Regions from separate parts of the Arachis hypogaea genome. Here regions 1 and 2 are each linked to region 3. Evidence: chromatin contacts called from public Hi-C data. All regions are on one chromosome and are shown on one strand. The core of a region is the stretch at or near the end of the contact, and the rest is flanking DNA. Distances in the headings are between cores, read along the strand shown.

Region 1 (4,609 bases), core at 1,771-4,270, 330 kb after region 3:
GCCATACTATTATCATCCAAAAAAAATGATAAACTAACAATGTAGTTAACAAGTCCTATTGTCCTCAGAGAAGAGAATGAAAATTATATTATATGGGAGATTAAAATTTAGGATTTAGGAAAAGTATATGGAACCAAAAGGTGATCAGCCAAAAAGTAAACAAAACCGTTTAATTAGAATCACTTTTTGAATAATATGTTTGAAAACTGCTCCTGGGATCACGGAGCACAAACCAAAACCCGATTTTTTATGGAGCCCAAACACATTTTGGCTGGTTTTTGGCTGATATGCTTTTGGTTCCTGGTTGTTGTCTAAAATTTATAGTTCAATAACTCTGCTTACTTTTAATTCAAATTCCCCAACTGAACTTGAATCACATATTGTGTTGAGCAAGAACTCCACCTACAAACATATTGAATTACAGGTCGAATTAGAAGATGGAAAACTGAATATAGACTTAAAATCAGTGGCCACATAATCATGCAAGATGCAGAAGATAAATCCAACAAAGTAGCTAAATCACCATATAAGGTCAAAAGACGAGGACCAAATAAAAAGAAGATGATTATACACAAAGTACTGACCTCATGAAACTTAGTGACAAGCTCACTCGTCACACCAGAAGAATGAATATCTTCAGAAGAATCTTCTAACCTTGTAATAGATGTTATGTATTGTCATCAATAAAAGCATGTCATGGAAGCCAAGATAAAAGTTTTTGCAAGAAGTATTTAGAAGAAACAAATGAAACAACTTACATTGGATCTCTATTGATTGAGCAGTAGATGCAGTTAAAGATTTAACTGACTGTTGCTGCATAACCAAAGTAGTGTGCTGCACTGGCTTCCTACTGATCCAACTTTTTGTACCAAATCCTTGCAAGAATCCAACTCTTCTTCCATCAAATTGCAAGTTCAATAACTTATTATTTGCGGCCCCTAAGCTACCTGTATATAAATAAATGACACAAATTATATGTGTATATTTAAATTCTAACTAGGACATTCAGTAAGACACACAGGACAAGCTTCTAGATTGCAAACCCAACATTGACGAATTGGAGACAATGTTCTTTCTCAAACGAAGATGGAAAGATACTAATGTCTAGTGGCAATTCAACAATAACCTGGTTCCTTTATAAATGAAGTTAGTAATCTGGATAGAAAGTGTTTTGAACCAAAGGCTGCTTACCCTAAAAATTAATTAAAAGACGATAATTTAAATTTTAAAGCTGAATCCAAATAAATTAGATTCTAATTATGATTGCTTCATTAGAATAACTTTCTGATTGGTCATGTTGTTTTACTAAGAAAATAAGAATGCAAACTCAATTGTGACTCCCAAAAAAATAAATTTAATATTGAGTAACGAGAAACCAATGAGCATATATAAGAAGTCAAATCAAAACCCATTTTTGTATTTGGGTTAAGGCACCCAAAGAACACATTATGCATGGATTCCTAATCCTAATCCAAATGAAGTAGTTGGGGCATGCATGCATCAAATTTCAAGACTTTAATGGGCAGCCAAGCTCCACAATCTGTGAGAGTTTAAAGAAGAACAGCAAAAGGAGCAGGCATGAAAAGTAAAGCAGAGAAGTGAAAAATAAAGTGAGGAGAAGAAAGCAGGAAGAGGACTCACATGAAGCCATTGGAAGGAATTAAGAAGAGAAAATTGATCGGAGTTAAGGATTGATTTGAAGGAAAGAAGTTACTTCTGGAAGAGGAAGTAATGTACATATATCAAAAGGACCTTGCTCTAAAAGTAATTTATGTTAAAAAAATAAAGAGACAACCTGAGTATGAATGAAATCTTTGATGGCTGAGGTTTATTATATGATGCCAAAGACCAACCATTCATGCTCAGGCAAGTCCGAAGATGCTTCTATAAGTGACTAAAAACAAAGGCCTGAAGCCGGAATATCAATTGCAAAATTAATAAATCTAATTAGCATTGAACCAACAAACTAATGTCTTAGGGATTAGACTAAACACATTCACAGGGATGAACATGTTACAACTCAGTCAATTAAACTTATTTACTTGTTAAAAAGATAACGTAAAATGGAACAAAATAAGAAAGTTCAAAATATCTACTAATGACATAAAATTAAAGATGATTAATTCACTAGTGCAGTGCTGCGCACTAACTAATTAAAAGAGCATCTTAATCGAACAAGTGACTAGTGCAACAAAAGCTTCAGTTTCTTACGTCAAACCTGCTACCAAACGTAAAGCAAACTACACCATGAATCACCATTATCTTCAGAAACTGCAATAACAAGGTTAGTTAGACAGTGCATTAACCTTGACATAAGCAAAGATGTTGTAATCAACTTATACAATAAAATAGAGAAAACAAGAGTTGGAAAAATAAAATTGAAAATGGTTCTACTTACTAACCTGAGGGTCATTGTTGTGTTTATCAAATATCAACAGCCTTTGTTTTATTCCAATGGTCTCTAATCTGTGCAACTGTGTCGCTGATGAGGGTGAGAGAGGCGACGATTGAATCACCTTAAAAGGTTTATCTTCAATATAAATTGGATAATATTTTTTCTATGTCCTGCCAAAATCTATTGTAAACTATTACCTTGTAACAATCTATATAAATCAACTAGATAGAATTTTGACTCTAATATTTAAACTAATTTTTATCATGACTACAAGTAATCAATAATCTGAATCCAAATTGAGTTTTGATTTTTCTTGGCATGATACTACAATAAAAATATTTATTTAATCACACTTTTTTAAGCTATATTTAAAAAATATAATCTATTTACGTTTTTTCGTATTATTATTTTATAAAAAAGTAAAAAATATAATTATACCATTACTTAAAAAATATCTCTTTAAATATTATAAATATAAATATTACTTATAAAGCGTAGTCTTATTTAAAATTCTTAATATCTAATTATCTATAGTTGCACTTTTTTTACCAAAGAGTACATTTTAAAGAATAACCTTTTCCTTATGTTTTGGGTGCTCTTTAAAAATGTTGCCTAATATAAAAGCACCAAATAAGACAATAAATCAGAAAGCGGAAGCACGGCAAGAAGAAGAGAGGAGAGGGGAAGGAAGGAAAGAAAGGACGACGCCGGCTAGGGCTTCGCTGTCGTCGTCGAGCGCCAGTGACAGAGAGCTCGAGGAAGAGAGAAAACGCGATGGAAGAGAGAAGAAGGGGGTGCTCCGTCGCCGCTGAAGCTCCACCGCCACTGCTAGGGGTTGCTGTGCCGCCGCGAAGGAGCTCGAAGGGAGTACTCTCTGTCACCAGGTAACCATTCTCTGTTCTGTATCCTCTCTTTCTCGCTCATTCTCTAAGTCGCTCCCACTTTTCAGTTCGAAGGTGTGTATGGTTTTGATAGTGATGATGAACTGCAATGGCTAATTGAGATAGAGAAGGTATATATTAATTTTCAATTGGTTCTGTGAATTTTTGGGAGTTTTGGGTTCTAATTTTAGGTTTTCTAATTTTCTAATTAGTTGTTGTTCTTATATTGTTCCATGTTTTTACTATCGTAATTTTGGCGTCAAGCAAAGGATAGATTAAATGGACTTTTCATCTTATTTCCCCAAATAATAAAGGGGTCTACTCTGCTCTCTAATTGATCTCATTGTAGTTGATTGGTGTCATTTCAGGCCACAAGCAGAACTAGATCGCTATTTGGAAGCTTCACAAATTAGGGAGAGAGCAGTTGACAGGATTAATAATGTTATTGGAACGTATGAATCAATTGTTTGTACCTTATATTTCTTCAGGGTTTTATTGTTAGATCATTTCTCTTGGTATATAGCTTCAATCTATTGTGCTTTATTGATTATAATCCTTTTTCTCTTTTAATTTGTGTAGTTCCCATTTCTTCCAGATACAACGATTTGAGGCTCAGAATATTTTCTAAACACCCAGATTTGTTCCCTGAAGAGGTGAGTATCATTCACTGGAAGAGATCAGACTTTTAAAGAAAGTACTGATGTTTCAGAGGAAGTGGTATTCTCTTTCTCCTTACCACTGAATCAAAATTCTTATTTCTTAATTAATTGGTGGATTCCTTATTGCGTGCAATGATGGTATTAGGGGTAGTGCTAATTTTACTACCTCCTTCTTCAAATGTCAATGCAGTTTGAGCATTTTGATGATTTCACTGTAGCTTCTTCATGGGAAAGGTTTGTTTATCTTTCGAGCCCTCTTCGTTCAAATTTGCATGAAATCTCAATTACAAGAACACTTTATAGCATTACTGTAAGAGAAATGGTTCTTTGTGTTGAAATGATGCTACTCTACTGTCATGATAACATTATTCTTTTATGTTACTTAATAAATTTATTTTGTAGGTTCATTTCTAAAATTGAGGCAATTTGTCGTCTCTGGATGGCTGATGGTCCTAATAATTTATTGGTATGCTTAGTTAATTTCATGTTTCAGGATTTGAATTTAAGAAATAACTTTCTTTTTAAATAAATTATGTTTGATTTGGATTATCTTGTGGTAAATACAGTTTGTTTAGTTGCTGCTAGTATGAATATTGAAATCTCGTGGTAAGATATTATCAGTTTAGTATACCAAGTGTGTTTTCCTATTCTTTACTGTTTTCTATTAATGGAAT
Region 2 (4,273 bases), core at 1,448-3,947, 320 kb before region 3:
ATCTTACCAGTGTATCTTCCATTTCTCTCATAATCCTGGATGAAATGATTGATCACTGGTGTTGGAATAACATAACCTATATTCTCCGCATCTTCGTGCTTGAGGGACTGAAATGCAATGCCCACACAGTTTCCTTTATCATTAAATGCAGGTCCACCGGAATTGCCAGAATTTATAGCAGCATCTATCTGTAAAATTATCCTTGATTAGGGAAAACTAGGAAATGCTAAATGAAATCAAACTTATGGTTATCAAACTCTCAAATTAAGTCCCCAAATCAATTTCTTGCTCACGCATGTACTATTTCAGCCAAAATTTCGTCTCTCAAGTATGAAAACATGGAATTTCACAAGAAAACTTTTTAATTAGCCTTCCAAATTTGAAGATATGATATTTTGACTTCATACACTCATTATGGATTACATTTTTTATTATTTTAATTTTTATATAATATTTTATATTTTCTTTTCTTTTATAATGATGTTAAAAATGAAATTTTGACATATTTGTTTTATCAAGATTTTATTTTACCATAATCGGATTAGAAAATATAAATACTTTTTCATTATAATATAAACTCTTATTAGTTTAGGTAATAAAAAAATAAAAACAAACACACACACGCGCGCCATAACAAGATGAATTTGGAAGCTCAATCGTTTCAGCCTAACCTGTAAACCTAGAAGTTCAGTCGAACCATGGACATAAGATAGGATCTCAATGCGTGATACAACACCACTGGTTACGGAAATAGTATCACCACCAATTGGGTATCCCACAACAGTGACTGCATCCTGAAGTGCAGGCAAATTCCCAAACTCTACAGGTGACATCCCTTGCCAGAACTCATCATCATCAACTGCGAGCATGGCTGCAAGTATATTAATCAAATAGATTAATTTGAATTCATATTAGCAAGTTAAGATAAAACCCATCCTTCAATGCTTTACGCATAGAAAATTAGAAATCCCATCCCCCCCCCCCCTGGCTCTCTCTTTTCTATTACTAGTTCTATAAAGGAGCTGCACCCCACACTATTTATGTCTTACAAATTACTACTCATCCACTCCTTTTGGAACATTCAAGGTCAATAAGTTAAAGTTGTTACACAATTAAACAAATTAATCATGCTTTACTATTGCGCGTGCAGAAGGATCCAGTATTTTTACTTTACAATCAGCAAAACAACAACAACAATGCTCTCCTAAGCTCGCGAGATGGAGTTAGTGACAATGACAAAATGCGCTACCATAAATCATGTCTATATTCAAACCATTAACATAATAACATCCAAATGTCTTTTCATGGTTTCTCCTATGGTATTTCCATGTCTGTCTCTACCTCAGTACCTCTAGCCATTAGACTATCCACCATCTCATCTAGTCTCCTTACTATTTATACCGGCCTTTTTCACACATGTATAAAGTACCAAAGATATGATTCTACCATGCTTTTCACAATAAGCACTACACCAAATATCTCTCTAATGCATTGATTCCTAATTCTATCCATCCAGTGTGTCCAGTCAGCTAACATAAAATCATCGTTTGTGAATCAATAAGCTTATAATTATTGTTAGTTTTCTACCATCCACCATTAAATTTCATGCAAAATCACTCATCTAGTAGCTTAGCGGTATCTATCTAAATAAACAACACGGGGTGCACAAAATCGAAGCAAGTCAGCGTGCAAAAATTTAACAAATCAAAAACTCCAAAAACGAATTCTTTTCAAAATGAATAAGAACATTACCAATGTCGCACTCGGTTCCAATGGCTAGAACTGTGGCTAAGTACTTAGTATCCGAGCCACGCTTCTTGACCTTAACCTGCGTGTAATGCTCCACCGAATGAGCGTTCGTCAGCAACCTCCTCCCGCCGATCACGAACCCGCTGCTGCTAGAGCTGTACTGCCTCTTCCGCTGCCACGGCAGAGAGAAATTCGGCTCCGTGTGAACGCAGAAAACCTTCACCACCGAGTCCATCGCCGGCACCACTCGACCAGGAACTACGTTCTCCCACACGGGGTCCTCCTCCATTGCCTCAGCCGCCGGGGGGACCTCGACGGCGCCGTTGGCATCGACTGGGGGACGGGAGGATTGGCGGCGTCCCGGCCTGTCGGACTGGTGGGGGACTTTCTTGGGGCGGCCAGGGCGGCGACGTTGGTGCGGGGAAGCAGTAGTGTCCATGAGGTTGACGTTGGCGACGGAGAAGACGTCGTCAATGGTGGAAGGGGCGGCGGTGGCGGCGTTAGGGGCGGTGGTGGAAGGTGAGCCTAGGGTTTCGGAGGCGGAGGTGGGGGTTTTGGATTTCCGACCTCTCTTACGTTTGTCTCCCATTTGTGTTGTTGTGTTGTTGTGTTTTTGTGTTCAAAACACAAATGAAATGAAATGAAATGAAATGAAACCAAGGAGGGAATCCAAACTAAACTGAATTGGTTTGATTTGATTTTTGTTTTTTCCAAATTTCGAAGGTGCTGGACTGGAAGTGGAACAGCTTAATGCCTCAATTCAAGACTCATTTTCCTTAAACAAACTCGTTAAGAATTATTTATTAAGAATTTTATTTTTGTTACACAATTTTATATGTATATCAACAAATATGTTCTGTATTAAGCCCAAGGCCCGTGAAACGTTCAAAAGATCGTTGCTTTGATGTGAATTGTGAAATAAAGTCATTAAAATGAAATCGCGGAAATTAAGGGTAACATATCCACGAGTAGCATTAATACCATATTAAGAGAGGCTTTATGACCATAAAGACGAAATCAAAGGCGTTAAACCGTTATATAACGATAATACTATAAATGATACCAAGAATACAAAAGAGATTGACATAATTTTTTAATGGTCAATTTTACGGTACTTATGAATTAGTATTTAAATTTTATTTAATTTATTTTTTATAGTAAATTTTAATTTTTTAATTATTTATTTTTATATTTTTTAAATTAAATATTAATTTTTAACTTCTTTTAATAAGTATGTATTATTTTTTAGGCATCATAGTATTTATCTTTTTTAATTTTTATTATATTTTAAATTTGACTTATTACTCATTTAGGTAACGTTTGTTTTAAAGTATTAAAATAAAGATTAGAGATTGAGATTCGGTATCATCTATTCTATTATATAAAAACTAGTGTATGAACCCGTGCTCAGTATAGAAAAAATTATAAAAGTAAAAAACAAATTATATGTTTGGATATTTTAAAAAAAATATACAAAATAATTATTATGTTAAGAAATTTATAAAATTATTATCAAAATCAAAATTTAACTTAAAAATAGTGAGTAATAATCATTTTATATTTTTTTAAGTAAACTAATTATGCATTGATACGGAATTTAAAATAAAATTAAAATATTTATATTAGAATCCTACTTTTTCAAAGACTTCTCTATAAACAACATTGATGGTTGAATTTGTAGACATTCTTACGTGATTCATAAGTAAAACTTTTAAACATCTCTTACTCTTAACTCTTGAAAGTGCTACATATAGTTGGCCATGTGTAAAAACTGGTTTGGGCAAGTACAATCCAACATGAGATAAAGTTTGTCCCTAAGACTTATTAATTGTCATGGCAAATGATACTATTATGGGAAATTATTTTTGTTGGAATCTAACTGGGACGGTTTCATTTGTTGGTACCATATTCATTCTTGGAATCAAAGCAATATGACCAACATTGTTACCCGTTAAGACTTTACATTCTTTGACATGATTTTCAAACTTACTAACTTGTAGTATTGTACCATTACAAAGACCACTGGATTGGTCAATATTCCTCAATAACATCACCGGGACACCAACTTTGAGTATTAATTTATGTGGAGGCAAACCAGAGCAATTTATACTATTCAGTAATTCAGGATCATAGAAATCTAGTTGACTCTATATTCCCTTCATCCATACAAATCGAATCCGAACTAAGATATAATTTTTTCCCTCAAGGAATGATAGCCATCATATGGTTGTTGACCTCTTCAACCATGTCCACCTAGTACAACCAGTTTTCCTCCAAAGGGAAAATCTTTGTTATATGTTGGAGAAAATCTCATGATATCACCTAAGCATTTATCAAGCGCTTCATAGCAGTACCTACTAACCATTGGAGCCTCATCCCAAATTATAAGTTTGACTTTCAACAGCAGCATTGCTTGAAGGGAACCAGGTCTGATGTTACATACAGAATCCTCAGTTATATTTAGCGATATTTTGAACCTTGAGTGTGCCATTCTTCCATTGGGAAGAAGTAAAGATGCAATACC
Region 3 (4,175 bases), core at 736-3,235:
TAAATATAAAATTATTTTCGTTTTTTTGTGGATAATTAGCATTTTAAATTCTCTTGAATAAAAATAATAATTTATCCATATATTAAGATATCTCTAGTTTGAGAATATCTTGAAAGGTAATATTTTATAAGCGTTTTCATTTCTTAATTTTTTTTAAAACACATTTATTTATAATATTTTATAAGTATTCTCAGCTCTTAATCTATTTTCTATAAAAACACTTGCTTGAGAAAAAAATCTCTTCTATGATCTGTGGGGGTGGGTGGGTGATGCATTGATCAGAAACGCATCGCTCCTATTCAAGTGGTGGTGGCGTTTTTCAAAAGAAGATTGTCCGTTGTGGAAGAAGGTCGTATGTTCTTGTAATCATTTGAACTCTTCTGTAATGTTGTCAAAACAGCCATTACCGTTGAAGGGTGGCCCGTGGAAAGATATTTGTCAGCTTAATATTAGAGAGCCACAGACAAGAGGTATAATGATTAGTGGCTTGGCTATGGAGGTAGGAGATGGCAGACGCATTCGCTTCTGGGAGGATGACTGGCTACAAGGTGGTACATTGAAAGAGAGTTTTCCGAGACTTTTCTTGGTCTCAAACCAACAAGGATCTGTTGTAGGGGATTGTGGGTTCTGGGATGGGATAGAGTGGGTGTGGAACTTTCAGTGGCGGAGAGAGTTATTCCAATGGGAATTCGAGTTGCTTAATCAACTTCATGATCGACTACGATTAGTGAGAATGTCGCCCAGTAGAGAGGATGCAATTGTATGGAAATTTGATAAAACTGGTATATTTTCTACTAATTCCTTTGTGCAGGTGCTACAGAGAGAGACCCTGTCGGAGGACATTACAAGTTACAGTTTCACGAGCGCCATCTGGAGAGGACTGGTACCTCCAAGAGTTGAACTCTTTGCGTGGTTTGTTCTAGTAGGCAGAATCAATACTAAGGAGAGGTTGAGTAGGCTAGGCATTATACAGCATAGCGATAACATATGTGTCTTGTGTAAAAAGGAAGTAGAATTTGTGCACCATTTGTTTCTTGGCTGTGATTTTGCTTGGCAGGTGTGGTGTACTTGGTTGACGCGTGCAAATAGAGCGTGGGCTACCCCAAGGACGATCAAAGAACAGTTTGAGAGTTGGATTGAAGTGCCTGGACGCAATTCGGAGAAGAAGAAGTGGTTGATAGGCTTCCTTGCTGTTATCTGGAATATTTGGCTAGAACGAAATAACAGAGTTTTCCAAAGATCTGAGACAGGTGTAGATGACATCAAGAATAGGTCATTTATGAGCTACAAAGAATGGTGTGGTGTTGATCCGTTTAGTTGTTGATGGCAATGCCGGAGATGACAACGGATCTAACAATGTCTTTACTTTTGTTTTTCTCTGTTGGATTCTTGGTACTTGTTGCTCCACCTAGTGTGTTGAGCTTTTTCTCTTCAAAAAAAAATGATCTGTGGAACAGAAAAATAAAATTAGTATTATGGAGGTTAATTAAGAAACATATAAACACATATATACCAGAGTGAATTATAACTTCAACCATACTTTGTGGTCATTAACTCATTATGATGTAACGATACTATTTATTTGCACAAATGTTTTGACACTTTTTGTCTTCAATCCTCCCTTTCATTCCAATTTCATCATTCATATTGCTTAATGTTTACTTAAAATTCCAATCAAATCTGTTAAATGTTAATGTTTGATTGCTTGTAATAATGCTTAGTCCTCCTTCCTCTCTTTTTTAAAGTCAGTACAACGCTTTTAACCATCTCACCAGACGAATCTTTATGCTTTCATAGCCGACAATTCCTTAATTATTTTTGCTTTTTTTAACCAATTAAACCATTAGCAATTCAAGAACTCGATGATATATAATTAATTAATTAATTAACTAATTAATCACTATGGACAATGGAAAATGATGGCTACACCACACACATGAGATGGCCATAAGAGACACCATACAGTGTTAGTTTTAAATGCACCCAACCAACTTCATACTAATTATAAAAAAAAAATTATATATATACACACACACATGATTTAAAGTGGGTAAACAACCCTACAATGCAACTAATAGTATTTTACACTTATATAAGCTATCATGACCTCATATTTTAACTTGTTAAACGAATAACATAGGATGTAATTTATTTATTATATATTAGTTTTCTTATTTTTTCATATGCAAATTGCAAACAAGTAACAAAAGGCAAAAGAGATAGATGATGAAAAAGGAAAAGCAAGTGCTTCCTATAGTGTGGAGTATGTGAGAATCATGTGAAGTGCCGCCATCTCTCTCTCTCTCTCTCTCTCCATTGATCAAAAGCTTTCAACTTTGTCAAATTTTAACAAAAATAAAACGTACCCTTTTTGTGAGAGCGCTTCGTCTTCTTCTTCTTGGTTTTCAATGGCTTCAACTGCTTCTAGGTTCATCAAGTGTGTCACAGTTGGTGATGGAGCTGTAGGGAAAACCTGCATGCTCATTTGCTACACAAGCAACAAATTCCCCACTGTATGAATTCCTTTTCGCTGCCACTTTTTTGTGGTTTAACTTTCTTTATATATTTCTTGGTTGAGATCAATCGATCATAGTGAATTTCATGAGATCAATGTCTTTTATGATCGAGTGAGAGACTAAGAGTTGTGGGAGGAGAGGGTAACGTAATTATTGTTTGAAGAACATATGTTATTTCATCTAGGTTGTGTTGAATCTTTATATGTCTTGTGATTTTGGACACTGATAATTATGTTTATGGAGTTTGAGTTTGACTTTGGTGGTTTGTGATCAGGACTATATTCCCACAGTGTTTGATAATTTCAGTGCAAATGTGGTAGTTGAAGGCACAACTGTCAATTTAGGCCTTTGGGACACTGCTGGTAACTTGTTTATTGTTCTTTTACAATCTTCAGTTATACATGTATGTATTTATGTATACAGAGTAAATAATTTCAAGTTGCGCTGGCGTGATGCGATGCACAGTTTTGAGTTAAATGTATATGTAAACTGCAATATTGTGCCCGCAATTGTGGTTGCAGACCACACAATTTATCTGAATTTGACAAGTAATTGGATAAGTCATAGTAGTTTAAAACACTATTCCATCGACACATTTGAAATTGCGTTACATCATTCGGGTGTTGTTTGTGTGAGTGTGTGAGTGACCATGATGGTAACTTGGGGGAAACATCTGCAGTTTGGTTTCTTATGTAGCTGAAATTTTGTGATGGCAACTTGGCTAAGGTTGTGATGTTCCATTTGCTTCTAATGTGTTGTTGGATAGGGCAAGAGGACTACAATAGATTGAGGCCTCTGAGCTACAGAGGCGCAGATGTATTTGTATTGGCTTTCTCTCTTGTTAGTGGCGCGAGCTATGAGAATGTCTTGAAGAAGGTATCCTTGTCTCTCTATGTGCTATTACTTTACCGCCCCCTCTAACACGGTTGGGTTGACAAAATTGACGCACCCGAAACTTAATGTTTTTGGATATAAATTAAGGTGGAAACTCACATGCAGTTATCTTCATGTGAAATTGGTACTTAAGAACCGTTAGATGATTTGACATATTTGACTAAATTGTAATCTAACCATTATTAACTATCAAATTTCACATGAAGACAAACTGCATGAACGTTGCACCATGAGAATGTCGAAACTCACATGCAGTTCCCTTGCATTTTCTGATTCTGTATACACTGTTTCAGTGGATCCCGGAGCTGCAGCATTTTGCCCCTGGTGTTCCAGTGGTACTAGTTGGCACCAAATTAGGTAAATCGTCAAGCACTGGTTTTAATATTGGATTCAACCTAATAAGTGTTCTTTTGTTTTCCATATTCTTCATGAAGCATAACCCCATTTACTAGATACATTATAGATTAGATTACTTAGACTGTGATTTTGTTATGCTGAAACATATCTACTCATTTGATGTAGAATTATATTGTATGATATATTGAACAACATATTTCAACAAAAGTCAACACAAAGTTCCTTTCTATCGGCACACTGAATTCTTGATCACTTGTGAGGACTTCTTGAATTTCACTATTTGCATTTTTATGATGGCCATATAGATCTTCGCGAAGACAAGCACTATCTAGCCGATCATCCCAGTCTGGTGCCTGTGACTCGTGAGCAGGTGAAATATCTTCCTTCATCATCTGGATACATAGCTCA

What was found. A called contact is a pair of places that touch in the nucleus more often than the background predicts.
Region 1: a contact with region 3 is called in a Hi-C map of leaf, with 5 times the contacts expected there. The contact joins the promoter of LOC112722382 here to the promoter of LOC112722379 in region 3. A contact is called at or near these places in 2 of 8 Hi-C or Micro-C datasets (both in leaf).
Region 2: a Hi-C map of an unstated tissue shows a contact between it and region 3, with 4 times the contacts expected there. The contact joins the promoter of LOC112722377 here to the promoter of LOC112722379 in region 3. A contact is called at or near these places in 4 of 8 Hi-C or Micro-C datasets (leaf and an unstated tissue).

What each region holds. Positions count from the first base shown.
Region 1 is chr11:113,042,832-113,047,440 of arahy.Tifrunner.gnm2.J5K5, forward strand. It overlaps LOC112722382, which reads left to right and starts at 3,021. Exons shown (of 12, transcript XM_072207088.1): 1 at 3,021-3,279; 2 at 3,645-3,728; 3 at 3,872-3,929; 4 at 4,126-4,169; 5 at 4,338-4,401. The coding sequence starts at 3,170. It overlaps LOC112724012 (a long non-coding RNA gene), which reads right to left and starts at 3,062. Exons shown (of 5, transcript XR_003163270.3): 1 at 2,403-3,062; 2 at 2,212-2,271; 3 at 759-947; 4 at 585-654; 5 at 1-402.
Region 2 is chr11:112,391,663-112,395,935 of arahy.Tifrunner.gnm2.J5K5, forward strand. It overlaps LOC112722377 (protease Do-like 9), which reads right to left and starts at 2,698. Exons shown (of 9, transcript XM_025773377.3): 1 at 1,753-2,698; 2 at 672-871; 3 at 8-188. The coding sequence starts at 2,338.
Region 3 is chr11:112,710,832-112,715,006 of arahy.Tifrunner.gnm2.J5K5, forward strand. It overlaps LOC112722379 (rac-like GTP-binding protein ARAC8), which reads left to right and starts at 1,986. Exons shown (of 8, transcript XM_025773379.3): 1 at 1,986-2,513; 2 at 2,791-2,878; 3 at 3,283-3,392; 4 at 3,704-3,767; 5 at 4,073-4,137. The coding sequence starts at 2,409.